Regions from separate parts of the Oryctolagus cuniculus genome. Here all the other regions are linked to region 1. A link is a contact called in public Micro-C data. All regions are on one chromosome and are shown on one strand. Each heading gives the region's core, a stretch centred on a gene start, on an enhancer-like site or on the middle of the called end of the contact. The rest is flanking DNA. Distances are from core to core; before and after follow the strand shown. Region 1 holds the start of UHRF2 (ubiquitin like with PHD and ring finger domains 2). Region 2 holds the start of BRD10 (bromodomain containing 10). Region 3 holds the start of KDM4C (lysine demethylase 4C).

Region 1 (4,525 bases), core at 631-3,130:
AAAGATACACAGCATTTAGTAGAACTATTTCAAAGGCAAAGCTTACAACTAAATTGACCACTTGTTTTTACGAGTCGCAACTACTAAGAAAACAGTATAAAACTGGTTGCAAACACAAATCAAAAGGTATTACAACATTTCTTTAAGAAGAAACTCTTTGCCAGAGTGTAATTTTTTACTCTGAAATTTCGGGAAAGTCTTGGAAGGGCAGTAGGCTTTGCCGCAGTAGCTTGCTTCAACGGAATCAGAGAGAGCTACATTTATTGTAAACCACAAGACTCGAGTCAAACTGTGGTCTCTCGACTGCAACATGCCAACTTCTTCGTGGGTTAACAACACCATAAAAAGACAAAGACAAAGACAAAAATAATCGGATGGCTCTGTGTCTAGGTACAGTCTAGGAAACCTGTGGGATAGGAAACCTCTTAAGCTTGCCAGCCCAGGGCCATACCACACAACTACCCCAGACTCCCACAAACACCCCAAGGCCAAAACTGCTTTTAGCCTTCAAGTTACCTCCGGCTATGCTGCGGTGCTGTGTTAAAAGCTTGATTTAAGGGCGATCTTCCGAGGCAAGAACAGCCAAAACAATCTTATACCCCTTTCTACTTTGGAAATAAAACCCCTAAACTATACAGGGCAGTTTTTAACCCGGTCCCACGTTACATCAATAGCCCCTTCAGCTCAGGTCTCTAACCTCGGCTAAGGCAAGATTTCCAGATCTAGGAGAGGTGAGGGAGGGGATCCAAACGTTCTGGAAGCCCTTCGAATCCCCAGCGTGTGCAAATCCTGCCACAGTGAGGAGGCAGGGCCAACGTTCCGGTGCTCGAGAGACCAACGCTCGAGTTTCCACCTCCTACTTGGGAGTCAGGGACGCGGAAGAGCCTCGGAAGCGATGTGAGCCCTTAGCCGGGTCGGCGCGGCCACGAGCAGGGGGAGCCCGGGCAGTCAACGCACCCCTCCCGCCCGGTGGCATGGCGGCCAGAGCCAGCTGCCCTCCCCACCCTCCCGGGGCCCCAGGCTCCGCCGAGCGCGGGAAGCGAGGCACCCAGGGACCTGGCAGGCTGTGCCCGCGGCCGCTGCGCCACAAGAAAACAACGGCGAGGTCTCTTCCCACTCCGCTAGGCGTACCTACGGTCGGGTTGGTAGGGACGTCGCAGCCCACCGCCATCCCCACCCCGCAACAGGCCCGGGCCCCGCACCCAGCGCCGCGCAGGGCTGCCCACCAGAGGTGGGGGCCAGGTGCGCTCTGCGCGTGCCGCACGCCAAGCCCCCCCGGCCCACGCGCCCAGGGGAGCCAGGCTGCTCCCTTGCTGAGTCCCCCAGGGGCGCGGCGGGCGCGCCTCACCTGCTTGCCCCGGTAGAAAAGGCGCTGGCACTCGGGCCGCACGTCGAATAGCGCCCAAACCCGCTCGCGCAGCTCCTCGATCGTAGCTTTGCGAGAAACGTCCTCGATGGTGCGTGTCTGGGAGCCGTCGATGGTGCGAACCTGGATCCACATCTTGGCACGGGAGCGGGGGGGGTGGCCCCCTTTGTCTCCCCCTCTGCTCGGGGCGCTGCGCCCCGCCTGGCCCGAGCCGCTTCGCGGCGGCTCGGGATCTCCGCGGCGGGCGGACGAGCAGGCGAGCGCGCGCACACGGGAGAGCAAGAGCGACTGGACGCCAGGCCGGACAGGCGGCGGCGACTCCCAGACCGCGCACCCGCCCAGCAGAGCCGAGGAGGCAAAAACCGGAACCAGCCCGAGGCGCTACCGCAGCCTCCGCCTTACAAATAGGAAGAAGCCATATCTGCGCCGCGCGGAGTGTTTACTTATAGAGCTGTGGCTCCCACATGGAGGTCACGGCGCCAACCCGGATCTCGCGAGATTCGTGCCGGGCTCCGCCTTTAAAGAGGAAGCGGCCGGGGAGCTGGTTACAGACCCGGGGGACCTACAATGGGCGGAGCGAGGAGGGCGGGACCGGCCAAAGCCGTTACTTGCCACACCGTCTGCACCTGGGCCCCTGGCACACCCTCTAGCCTTCGGTTTTTCAGACGGTTACGCTGCCGCCCACACGGGTTGCCCTTTTAGGTCCTGGTTTTGAGGCTGAGGGGGCGGGCGACTCCGCAGGCCTAGCGGATTCGGTGCTTTAGTCTAAAAAAACATACCCAAAATAAGCAACCCTGACGTACACTTGTCTGATCGTGGAAAGACAGGCGCGGGCGGGCGCGGCCTAAATTTCTGAGAAAGCACAGAAGGAAATGAGAACGAGCCAGCGCGCTCATCCTGACGGCGCCTGCCCGGCGGCCTGGCGGCTAGTAGCTGAAGGAAGGCCCTGGGGACATTTCTGCTTCGTGGACACGTTTCCCGTCAGGCCCGAAAGCTGCCTTCCCGCGGAAACCCGCTTCCGGGGCTTTCCCGCCGCTGGGCGGAGGTGGAGGCCCACCCCGTGGGCTCGGGTCCTACTGGGATCGCGCCCTCCGGCCCAGCGCGCTCGCGCCCGGGCTTCCCGCCACGGAGGTGCCCGTGTCGCTAGAACCGTTTGCAGATCTTCACGTTAGGTGTGCCTTTGGCTAAGGGACTATAGATTTGTGGCAGATTCTTTGAAATAATGCAGAACTACCCACTCCCGAAGAAAGAACTCCCAAGATCTTAACTTGGCTTAAATTCTCTGAGGTAGGCCCAGTGCAGCTCTGCCTAACAGGGGTCCTCTTTTAAAATGAAAATGTGTCTTAAAAAGGGGAGGTGATATAAAAGAAAACAAAGCAACTTGAACTTTCTGTCTTTCAAAATCAGTAACTTTATTTCCATAGAGTAGCATTTGGGAATAATAAAAATAATTGCAAGCACAAACAAGGTTAGCAGTATCTTAAAAAACAAAATAAGACAGCCTGACAGGTCAGGGGTAGAAACCATGGACTACAGACTCATGTTTCGGCTGTCTGCCCTTGCTGAACACTTCACATGCACCTGGAACTTCTAAATAGAATTTCTCTTGTGCTCCTGTTTTAAATAAAGCAAATATTGAGCATTCCTTACATATATAAATGAGCTAGACACCCTTAAGTCCCGCTTTGACCTGCTCCTGTAAAAGGTAACTACTTGCTGTTACAAGGTTATGCTATGCCCTCATAGAGTTTTTTTCTTTCTTTCTTTCTTTCTTTTTTTTTTTTTTCCTTTTGACAGGCAGAGTTAGACAGAGAGACAGAGAGAAAGGTTCCTTCCGTTGGTTCACCACACAAATGGTCGCTTGGCCTGCTCGCTGCGCCGATCCGAAGCCAGGAGCCAGGTGCTTCTCCTGGTCTCCCATGGGGTGCAGGGCCCAAGTACTTGGGCCATCCTCCACTGCACTCCCAGGCCACAGCAGAGAGCTGGCCTGGAAGAGAGGCAACCGGGACAGAATCCGGCGCCCCGACCGGGACTAGAACCCGGTGTGCCGGCGCAGCGAGCGGAGGATTAGCCTAGTGAGCGTGGCGCCGGCCCTCATGGAGTTATTTTAGGATTTCTTTTTTTAATTCCCTGCTCACAAATAATTCAAAATATAGTTACGAAAAGCTTTATCAAAAATAGGGGCGGGAGTTTGGTCTAAGGTTTTGCCTGGATGCTAGCCCTGCTTTGCCCCTCATTACCGCTTCCTGCATCCGAGGAGGCAGTCTTGATCGCTCAAATGTGAGTGTGCGGCAGCGACCACGTGAGCCACCGGACCGGGCGGAACTTCCTGCTTCTGAAATAGGCCTCTGCCAGCTCAGGCTGTTACGGGCATTTTGGGAGTGAACCAGAGATGGGAAATCAATCTCTCTCTAAGTAAATGAGTTCTTTAAATTTTAAAGATTAGCACAATTAAAAACATTAATGAATAGCAACACTAAAAGTACTGTGTTGGTTAAAACGTTGATTAAAGATGAAGGAAGACTAGAATATCTCAGAGCTGAAGGCTAAGTGTATGGTTTGACCTCAGTTAGAGGGTATATCATAGTCAGAGGCAGAATTTTTTTTTTTACTTTTATTTAATGAATATAAATTTCCAAAGTACAGCTTATGGATTACAATGGCTTCTCCCCCCATAACTTCCCTCCCACCCACAACCCTCCACTTTCCCGCTCCCTCTCCCGTTCCATTCACATCAAGATTCATTTTCAATTCTCTTTATATACAGAAGATCAATTTAGCATATATTAAGTAAAGATTTCAACAGTTTGCACCCACATAGAAACACAAAGTGAAAAATACTGTTTGAGTGCTAGTTAAGCATTAAATCGCAATGTACAGCACATTAAGGACAGAGATCCTACATGAGGAGTAAGTGCACAGTGACTCCTGTTGTTGACTTAACAAATTGACACTCTTGTTTGTGGCATCAGTAATCACCCTAAGCTCTTGTCATGAGTTAGGTGCCAAGGCTATGGAAGCCTTTTGAGTTTGCCAACTCTGATTATATTTAGACAAGGTGATAGTCAAAGTGGAAGTTCTCTCCTCCCTTCAGAGAAAGGTAAGAGGCGGAATTTAAATGTTTAATTCATGCATTGAGATAGACCGGAATAGTAATCC
Region 2 (4,525 bases), core at 1,506-4,005, 380 kb after region 1:
TGAGAACCTTCAAAACTCCTTAGCCAAACTGTCTTTTTTTTTCTAAGTTATTCAGGACTCAAAGAATCACAGTTTCTGAAAAAGGAGTCTTTGTCCACCTAATATTGGTAGCATGTAACATACTGTAACACAGTGTTCAACAAATAGTAAGTAATCAATATGTGTGGGAGTCAGTCAGTGTTATATGTTTCAGCAGAGTATTGCTTTGTTTATGTATGCCAGTTTTCTCCCTGCAAAGCAGCTCAGCAAAAGGAGCCCTGATTCAGAATGGGGCTTAAATAGATTTCTATTTTGAAGATGTCATGCTAGATTCTATAGTAGCACTGAAGAGTATTTTATTGTGAGAGTGAAAGAGAAGCAAACTTAATTTTATCAGAAAACATGAAAAAGAAAACAGCTTTGAGACTAGTTATTTAGCCATAGATGTGCATTTTAAAAAAGCAGTTCTATAAATCCAGGGCCAATTACATTAATTGGAATAGTTGGTCTTTAATGTTGAGCTTTTTGTAGGGTAGAAAAAAGCTTTCTACTCAGCAAATCATTGGTCCAAAACTTAAAAACACATTCATTGTGATTTCCTGGAGCGCTTGTGAGTACTGTGTATGTAAAGTATTTAGCAAATATTTAAGACCTAGTAAGTGCTCAATAAATTATCACTGTTACAGATGTTGTTTGTACCTCTACTGTGTTCTTTTTTATAGTTTGTAATTCCTTTTACGTTAGAATTTTCACAGTTCACTCCATACCAGTTCAGATGGGGAAGCCATCTAGACCATTATGGACAGGGATATAAAGTTGAGATTTTAGATATGCAATTCCCGTCCAATTGTTTGTAGTTATTTATTAATGGGGGGAAAGAAAGTTCAGTACATTGTATGTTGAATGGTCCCAATTTTAAGTTTATTTAAAGTAAAAAGGTATAGATGAATAAATAGAAAAATGCTACATCAAAGTTGTTAATAGAGATGTTGTCTCTGGGTGGTGGGATTAAAGGGCATTTTTTTCCTCATTTATCTATAGTATTCAATTTACCTACAATCGATATATATCTTGTATAATAAAGCTTTTTTCTAAGTCCAAGGACTCAATCCTACTTTCATAATAACTAGGATTACTATCAGCTTAGCCTCTTCAAGATCTGTAGTTGAGCTCCCTTCTACAGGCATCTTTCTCTTTTATATACCTTAATTAACAAGACTTTGATCAACATTTTTTAGGTGAGTTCCCTACACTTTTGTGTATGAGCAATTAGAAATTCTGCCAGGCAGCTAGGAATTAGGTTCCTGGGGTTTTGAAGTATGGCACACCTAGATTTAAATTTTGGTGTTGTGTGTTGTGAGAAGTAAAGGAGGTAATACAAATTGTGCAGTAGCACAAGGTTCAATAATGTAAGCTAATATATAAGAATCATGAAATAGAGCTCATGACTAAAGAAGAAAAGGAAATCGTTTGCTTGGGTAGGGAGGACTCCAGGTTCTTGAGCAAAAAAAATGAGGGCATCCAGTCAGACACATTTGCCAGTTGCGCAGTCAGGACTGATCCCTTCCTATATTCCTGTGAGCTGAGGTGCATCTGTGGGTTCTGATATGAAATGCTTAGAAAGTTACAAATGCCTCACTGGTGAGAGGAGAGGAATGCTAGATAATGGGGAGGGGTGTAAAACAGGGGAGTGTCAATACCTTGAAAACCCCAAAATGCTGCCACTTTGTCACTTAGCTATGACTCATATTTAATTCACTGGACAGAAAAAAGTATTGAGGTTTTGAATTTTATCAGTGCTTTAAATATCATAGTAATGAGAAATAAACAAGCTTCTGAGCCATTTAGTTGTACATTTTACTTGTAAAATACAGTTTCTGTAATTTTGTTTTTGTGTTTTAAGTCTGCATTTCAAGTGAGAGGGTTCTTTATGAGTAGAAAAAGTAACAGTGCAACTTTCAGACAGCATGAGAAAATTATAGTATATAGTTTATGGAACCATTAATCCACTTATTTCAAGCGACATGCAAAATAATAAGTCCACTTTTTAGTCATTTTCTAAACAGTTAATTTTAAATTGTGTAGCAAAATTGTAAGGCCCTGCCAACGACTATTTAATGCTGTATAGCTCAGAATTGAAAATTTTGGACACTGCTTTTAGTCTCAAGCATGTAATTCCCTTTATTCTTGGCAGAAGTCAAGAATCCAGAATGTGGAAATGTTTGTTTTTTAATTTGAACAGAAAACATCGTGTTGGTTTCCAGGAGAACTGGTGTTAAGAACTAGAACTGGGAGTTTCAGAGAGCAGGGTTCTGCAGAGCAACTGCTTTGCTCTGGCATGTGAACGTGCGGTCGAGTCCTCGGACTTCCTTTCTAAACTTTTCAAGACTTGGAGTTTCCTGTGAAAGACCAGCAGTTGCAGGAAGGAGGGATGCCAAGGGGATTTAAATTGTACGAGGATTTACATTTTCTGCTTTCTCATTATTAACTTCCCATTAATAAAAATTACCTAGCAACGTCCTGCAGGGTTAGTTTTACTTTCAAGGCTGACAGCGGTCTCGAAAATGAATTCTCTTGTTGCCCTGGCTTTTTAGAACCCTGGGTCGCGTAGCCTGGCGAGTAAGCCTGCGCAGGCGCCTTGCTCCCTCCTCCACCCCGCCCCTTACAATCGTCTACTAGCTGATTGCATCATTGGGCCGCGCAACCACCCGGCCTTGGGGCCTGTGGCTGAGCCGAAGTCCGCTTTCGCGTACCTGGGCGGGACGCGATGGGGGCGGGGAGAAAAGAAAGTCGTCTACTGCGCATGCGCGCCGGGGGTGGCGACGGCGCCCCTTTCTTAGCCTCCTTCCACGGCTCTCCCCAGCGGGGGGGCCGAGTGCCCTCCCCCTTCCCTCTCTGCCCCTCCCCTTCTACCCCTCTCCCCCGCCCAGCGGGGCTTCTAACTGACAGTTGTCGCCGGGCCGCGTCCGCGCGCCGCCTCCTCCTGCCCAGGTCCCCCGCAGGTAGAGGCGCGGGAGGGGGTCTGAGGGAGAGGAGGAGCCGAAGCCGCCGCGGCCCAGCGCTGCGGCCCTCTCTGGGGAGGCAAGAGGAGACCCCCCTCTTCCTCCTCGCCCCCTCCCAGCCCCCCACTGGCCCGGGAGGGGGTGGGGCGCCGAGGCCGCGGCGGCCCGGGTCGGGCCCGGCGGGTGAGGAGCGGGCGGACGGGCGGGGCGCGGAGGGGTGAGGCGGGCGAGGGCCGCGCGAGCGCCGCCGCCGGGGGGAGGGGAGAGGAGGGCACCTAGGCTCTCCTCTTCTCTCCCCCCTCCCCCGCGCGCCATGTAACCCCGCCCCGCCGGCGGCGAGCTCGAGACCCCCGCGCGCACCGAGTCGAGCCGGCTGCGGAGGAGCGCGAGGCCCGATGCGGCAGGGGCTGCGCGGCGCGACCGGACGGTGAGGAAGCGGCCCGCGCTCGCGCGTCCCCCGGCGCCTCGAGCGGCCGCTCCACACCGCCCAGCCTGGGCCTGCCGGGGGCATGAGCGCGCCCGAGATGCCGGGGGAGATGGAGCCGGCCGGGGAGGAGGAGCGGCCGCCACCGGCGACCGAGGAGGAGGACGAGGAGGAGGTGGCGGCGGCGGCGGCCGCCCCGGCCTCAGAGTCGGCCTCGCTGGAGGACGCGGACGGCCAGGAGGAGACGGAGGAGGAGGAGATGGTGGTCGGGGGCGGTGGCTGCAAAGAGCAGGAGCTGACCTACGAGCTGCAGCAGGGCTACCGCATCCTGGGCGAGTTCCTGCAGGAGAAGCACCGGGGCCTCACCGGCCCCTTCCTGCAGCCCTTGGGGGGCGTTGCCCCCGGGGAGGAGGAGGTGGCCGAGGGGCCGCGCAGCGGGGGCCGAGGCAGTCGCGCCCTCCCGCCGCCGCCGGGGCCAGGCATGTCACTGCTGAAGATGGAGGAGAAGTTCGCCAGCGGCCAGTACGGGGGCATCACGGAGTTCGTGGCCGACTTCAGGTCCATGCTGGAGACGTGCTACCGCCTGCATGGAGTGGACCACTGGATCTCCAAACAGGGCCAGAAGCTGGAGATGATGCTGGAGCAGAAGTTGGCGCTTCTCTCTCGGTAAGCGAGCCGGGTCCCCGGTGGGACTGACAGACCGACACAAACAAACCCTCACACGTGTCCGAGGATGGGCTGGGCCAGGGGCCGGGGGGCGGCGCTGATAGGTGCTGAGTCGGTGCTGGAGAAGCCCGGGAGGAGGAGCAGCGCTGGGCCGCAGCCGGAGGAGGGGTGTGGTGGGTGTGAGCTGGTGGCCGCGTGGGCCCGCACGGCCCCAGAAGCGGACAGGAAGCCGAGTGCGGAGCGCTGAAACTCGACCGGAACAGGTGCACTGTGGCGGTGGAAAATGCAGTGCTTCCCGTAGGAAGAATCACACGTGTAGGCAGAGGAAGCGTTTTGTGGGATAGGCGTTGAAACTGCAACTTGTGGATAGTTCTGACACGACATTTAGAAAGCGTTTAGGATGAAATAGCTTCAGAAAAATAATTCTGGCTCCTGAAAGAAGGCAGTTGTTTCA
Region 3 (4,525 bases), core at 1,104-3,603, 340 kb before region 1:
GTCCAGCACAGGCACATCTATTGAGATGGAAAGCAGATTAATGGTTGCCCTGTAGGGAGGGGAGGGAATTAGAGGGAAATGGGCAAAGACAGCCAATAGGAACAGGGTTTCATTTAGGTGTGGCAAAAATATTCTAAAATTGATTGTGGGGATGGCAACACAACCCTATCCACTCACTAGCTGCAACTCAATACAGGTGATATTTCTAAAAAGAGAGAAAAAGACATTTCTAACACCTTAGGCTAAATTACCTGACTCAGGTAAATTATACAACAAAGGGAGGGAGGGGGAATGTCCTCAAGTGTTGGTCATTTTATTAGAGAAGAAAAGCCAGTCAAGAGGCAATTACAAAACAATGGGAAAAAGAAAGGCAAGGAGTCACTGACTGAACCCCAGGTGCACTTAACTTAGCCCTGGGCAATTTACTGAAGGGATGGTAGGAGAGTTCAACTTATAAGATTTTTAATCCTTCAATTGAAATTTAAGTCAAAGGAATTTTCTTTAAATATCTGTTCAGTTTCTGAAAAATCTTCATTCTTGTGAACTCTTAAGAAGCATCTGTGTGTGTACATGTTTAAAACATTTATCTTTTAAAAAGCAACTGACAGTTAACGAAACAAGTCTCTGAATTAAATTTTATTGTATTGCCAAGTTTGCAGGGCGCTATAAAGATTATGTGCAGACTTTCCAGAACACTAAAATTGGAAGAAAGCGGGCCTCCCAAAAATACTAAACCCTAACAACTGTGTAACACATTCCAAAACCAAGCACAGAGGTTGCAAAGAGAACACCAAGGTAGGAAAACTTGAGTGGTGATCGCAAAGTAGAACCCACTGCTACATAACAAAAAGGAACCTTTAAAAATTAAAGTCACTAATTTTCAACCACAACAATTCGAAATTAGAATATCAGCAGCCGCTGCCCACAGAAACAGTGAAGCCAAGCTCCCCCGGATTAAAAAAAAAAAAAAAAAAAAAAAAAAAAAAAAAAAAAAACTAAAATTAGAAATCGCGATCTCAAACGGGTGAAATAAGGCAAAGTTTGGTGCGAACCTAAATGGACCCAGCCTACTGGAAACTTGCGCCAGGCTAAGGGTGAACCGACTGCAATTCTAACCTTCAATTCCTAGCTCTTGGTTGATAAATCGCCTAGCGAGGGGGAGTTGTACCAAGTGCAAAAAGAAGTTTGTCTGGTCTGCTCTGGCTGGAGGAACCTGAGAAAATCCCTCCGGGGTTCGCGCACAGCCAAAGGCAGCAACGCAGGCTCGCACCGCGCAGCCAAAGGGCACGCTGGCCCCTAGTCCACGGGGAAAGCATTGTAAGCGAACCCTACTGGCTTCACTGCTGACCACCGAGCACCTTCAAGCTCCAGCCCGCGGAGCCCGAGTTCGCCTGGCTTCCTCCTCCACATCCCCACCCCCGCCACATCCTGTGCCTGGCAGTCCACGCGCCCCGCTGCAACTCGCATTAATTAAGCACCCAATGTCTACACCGCATCGTGGCTCCTGTAGGCACTGCAGGAAGAAATGGCCCCATACTGGAGCCAAGAAAAACCAAGACAGCTGCGAAGGATGAGAACGAACCCGATACGAAAGGCTGCAGGCCACTAGTGCGACGGGTGGTCTGGAGAAGAGAGCCCTCCACCCCGCGGGCCATGACAGTCTCGGGGCACGGAGGGCCCTCGAGGGGCGCACCAGGCCCGGCCTTCCCGGACTCCGCCGTGGACCCGGCCCGGAAAGCAAAGGAAAGGAGTCAGGATTCCCAGACCACCCGCGTGCTCCTCAGCTCCAAGCAGTGCGACCCCGACTCCGGTTCCCGGGAGCACGACGAGCGCGGGCACCGAATCCCCCGTGAGGGCCGGAGCGGGCTGTCACTGGCTCCCAGGGGCTCCCCTGTGATCAGGGCCCGCCGCCCCCAGCCACCCGTCCCCAGCATGACAGACGCAGCGATCCCGGACGGAGCGGAGCGGAGCGTCTCTGCCCCGGCGCCTCGGCTCCCGCGGACGCCCGCACCCCCGCTGCCCGGCGCAGAGCGGAGCAGTGCCGGGAAGACCGCCCGGGCCCCTCCCCCCGCTGCCCGCGTCCCCAGTCTCCCGAAAAGCGGTTACCTGGCGCGCGGGCGGGGGCGAGGACACAATCCAGAGGAGGAGGGTGTGAAGGAGGACGGTGGCCTCCGGCCCGGGGAGATTTGGGAAATTTGGTAGACTTGTTCCGCACTGGGTGACAGCTGTTCGCTGCGCACGCGCACAGCGCCCCAGGCGCCCGATCCCTCCGCCGCTCCTCACCCTCCCGTCGAGGGGGTGGGCGGGAGGCGGAGGTGAAAGCACGCGCACAGCGCAGGCTGGCTCTCCCGGCGCGAGGGCGCGCGCGCGGCGTCACGTGACCACTGGGCCCCAGCACTTAATGAGTCACGTGAGCGCCACACAACTTAAAGGTGCCGGGCACTTTCTGGCTTTAGGGTCAATGTTCCACGGTAGGATTAAATTGGCTGTGGCGCGGCTTTTTCTCTGGAAACGGATATGTCTCCTTCTTTCCAGAGGAATAAGATACTTGAACAGAAGGGAGGACAGGTGCACAGAATCTTGCCCGGAAGAACCTACTGGGTTTCCCACAGGGCTGGACCCGAAGTAGTTCACGCGCCACACGTCGTCCTGGGCTCCGACTCCGGCCTATGGGCGGCCGCCGGCGAGCGAACGTCAGAGCGGCGTTGCCATGGGTGGGGCCTCGGGATGGCCAGCCGAGCCCGGTGAGGAAGTCAGAGCGAGTCAGGCGAGTAGTGACTCTGCCCTGTGCCTTTCTGTGCACCCCGCTGCTGGGGACTCTGAGCTTCCTTCCCACCTTGAGAGACCCTGAGTGGGCGTAGCGCCCACGGGTCCCCGCCCCTCACCAAGCAACTCTCCAGCAGGAGACCGTGTTGTTTAGCCTCCGGAAGCGAAACTGCCCTGCGCTGAAGTCACCTATGCGTAACAAGCCCAGCCCCGCGCAGGTGTGCGCGTTAGACTGGAGGGTCCCCAGAGTGGCCTGAATTAGAGTAACTGGAAGTGCAGGTGTCTCCGGGCTCCTGAGAAATAAGTTAGCCCCTACAAACTTTTTGCTTCTGCTCTCAAACTCTGCTTCCTTTAAGGATTGTGTGATACAAGAAGAAACCACACAAACCTAAACCCTTTGTACTGCCACAGAGGGCTAAGCACCAGATGTCTTGCAGACCGGAACAGTTTTGTTTGTTTGTTTTTTTTTTCTTGAGTTTCTACAGTTCCCAGCTAGCTCCCTAATGTTTCCCCTAACGACTTTTTCAGCTAAGAAAGATTGGCAGATCTTTACACCAGTAAGCAAAATTGAGCTGTATGATATGCTGACCTTTTGGTTACAATATACTGGTTTCAGTTTATTTAAAAAATATCTCAACAAGTTCACTTACCATGTTTAACTCTTGAACTGTTTTCTCTCTGCAAGAAGCATTGTAAGGACTGATTGAGGGCCGGTGCAGTGGCACAGCAGGGAAAGCCACTGCCTGCATTGCCAGCATCCCATATGGAAGCCAGTTTGAGTCCCTGCTGCTCCACTTCCAATCCAGCTCTCTGCTGTGGCCAGGGAGTGCAGCGGAGGATGGCCCAAGTCCTTGGGCCCCTGCACCCACATGGGAGACTGGGAAGAAGCTCCTGGCTCCTGGCTTCAGATTTGCGCAGCTCCAGCTGTTGTGGCCAATTGGGGAGTAAACCGGCAGATGGAAGACTTTTTCTCCCTCTGCCTCTCTTTGTGTAACTCCAACTTTCAACTAAATAAATAAATCTTAAAAAAAAAAAAAAAGACAATGAGAAAGACAAATCTAAATTGGATAAAATGGCAAAGGCAGATAAAGCACGCTATGATCAGGAAATGAAGGATTATGGATCAGCTAAGGAAGGCAAGAAAAAGATAACTCTAGGCTGGCGCCGCGGCTCCCTAGGCTAATCCTCCGCCTTGTGGCGCTGGCACACCGGGTTCTAGTCCCGGTCGGGGCGCCGGATTCTGTCCCGGTTGCCCCTCTTCCAGGACAGCTCTCTGCTGTGGCCCAGGAGTGCAGTGGAGGATGGCCCAAGTGCTTGGGCCCTGCACCCCATGGGAGACCAGGAGAAGTACCTGGCTCCTGGCTTTGGATCAGTGTGGTGCGCCGGCCACAGCGCGCCGGCCGCGGTGGCCATTGGAGGGTGAACCAATGGCAAAGGAAGACCTTTCTCTCTCTCTCTCTCTCTCTCACTGTCCACTCTGCCTGTCAAAAAGAAAGAAAGAAAGAAAGAAAAAGATAATCCTAATGCCCATAAGAAACCACCATCTGGACTCTTCTTATTCTGTTCAGAATTCCACCACAAGATCAAATCTACAAACCCTGGCATCTCCATTGGACTCTACCTTTCGAAAAAGTAAATCAATTTTTTAAAAGGATTTATTTATTTAAATGAAAGAGTTACAGAGAGAGAGAGAACAGACAGAGAAAGATCTTCCAACAGCTGGTTCACTCCCCAAATGGCTGCAACAGCCAGGGCTGTG

What was found. Hi-C and Micro-C count contacts between places; a contact is called where the count stands out from the background.
Region 2: a contact with region 1 is called in a Micro-C map of ear pinna, with 6 times the contacts expected there. The contact joins the promoter of BRD10 here to the promoter of UHRF2 in region 1. A contact is called at or near these places in 4 of 6 Hi-C or Micro-C datasets (ear pinna, psoas muscle, skin fibroblasts and 1 more).
Region 3: a contact with region 1 is called in a Micro-C map of ear pinna, with 8 times the contacts expected there. The contact joins the promoter of KDM4C here to the promoter of UHRF2 in region 1. A contact is called at or near these places in 3 of 6 Hi-C or Micro-C datasets (ear pinna, psoas muscle and an unstated tissue).

What each region holds. Positions count from the first base shown.
Region 1 is chr1:169,096,197-169,100,721 of mOryCun1.1, reverse strand. It overlaps UHRF2 (ubiquitin like with PHD and ring finger domains 2), which reads right to left and starts at 1,880. Exons shown (of 16, transcript XM_051858202.2): 1 at 1,349-1,880. The coding sequence starts at 1,501.
Region 2 is chr1:168,718,002-168,722,526 of mOryCun1.1, reverse strand. It overlaps BRD10 (bromodomain containing 10), which reads left to right and starts at 2,755. Exons shown (of 6, transcript XM_070051782.1): 1 at 2,755-4,071. The coding sequence starts at 3,491. RANBP6 (RAN binding protein 6) reads left to right here. Exons shown (of 2, transcript XM_008255034.4): 2 at 1-666.
Region 3 is chr1:169,436,138-169,440,662 of mOryCun1.1, reverse strand. It overlaps KDM4C (lysine demethylase 4C), which reads right to left and starts at 2,353. Exons shown (of 23, transcript XM_051858176.2): 1 at 2,107-2,353.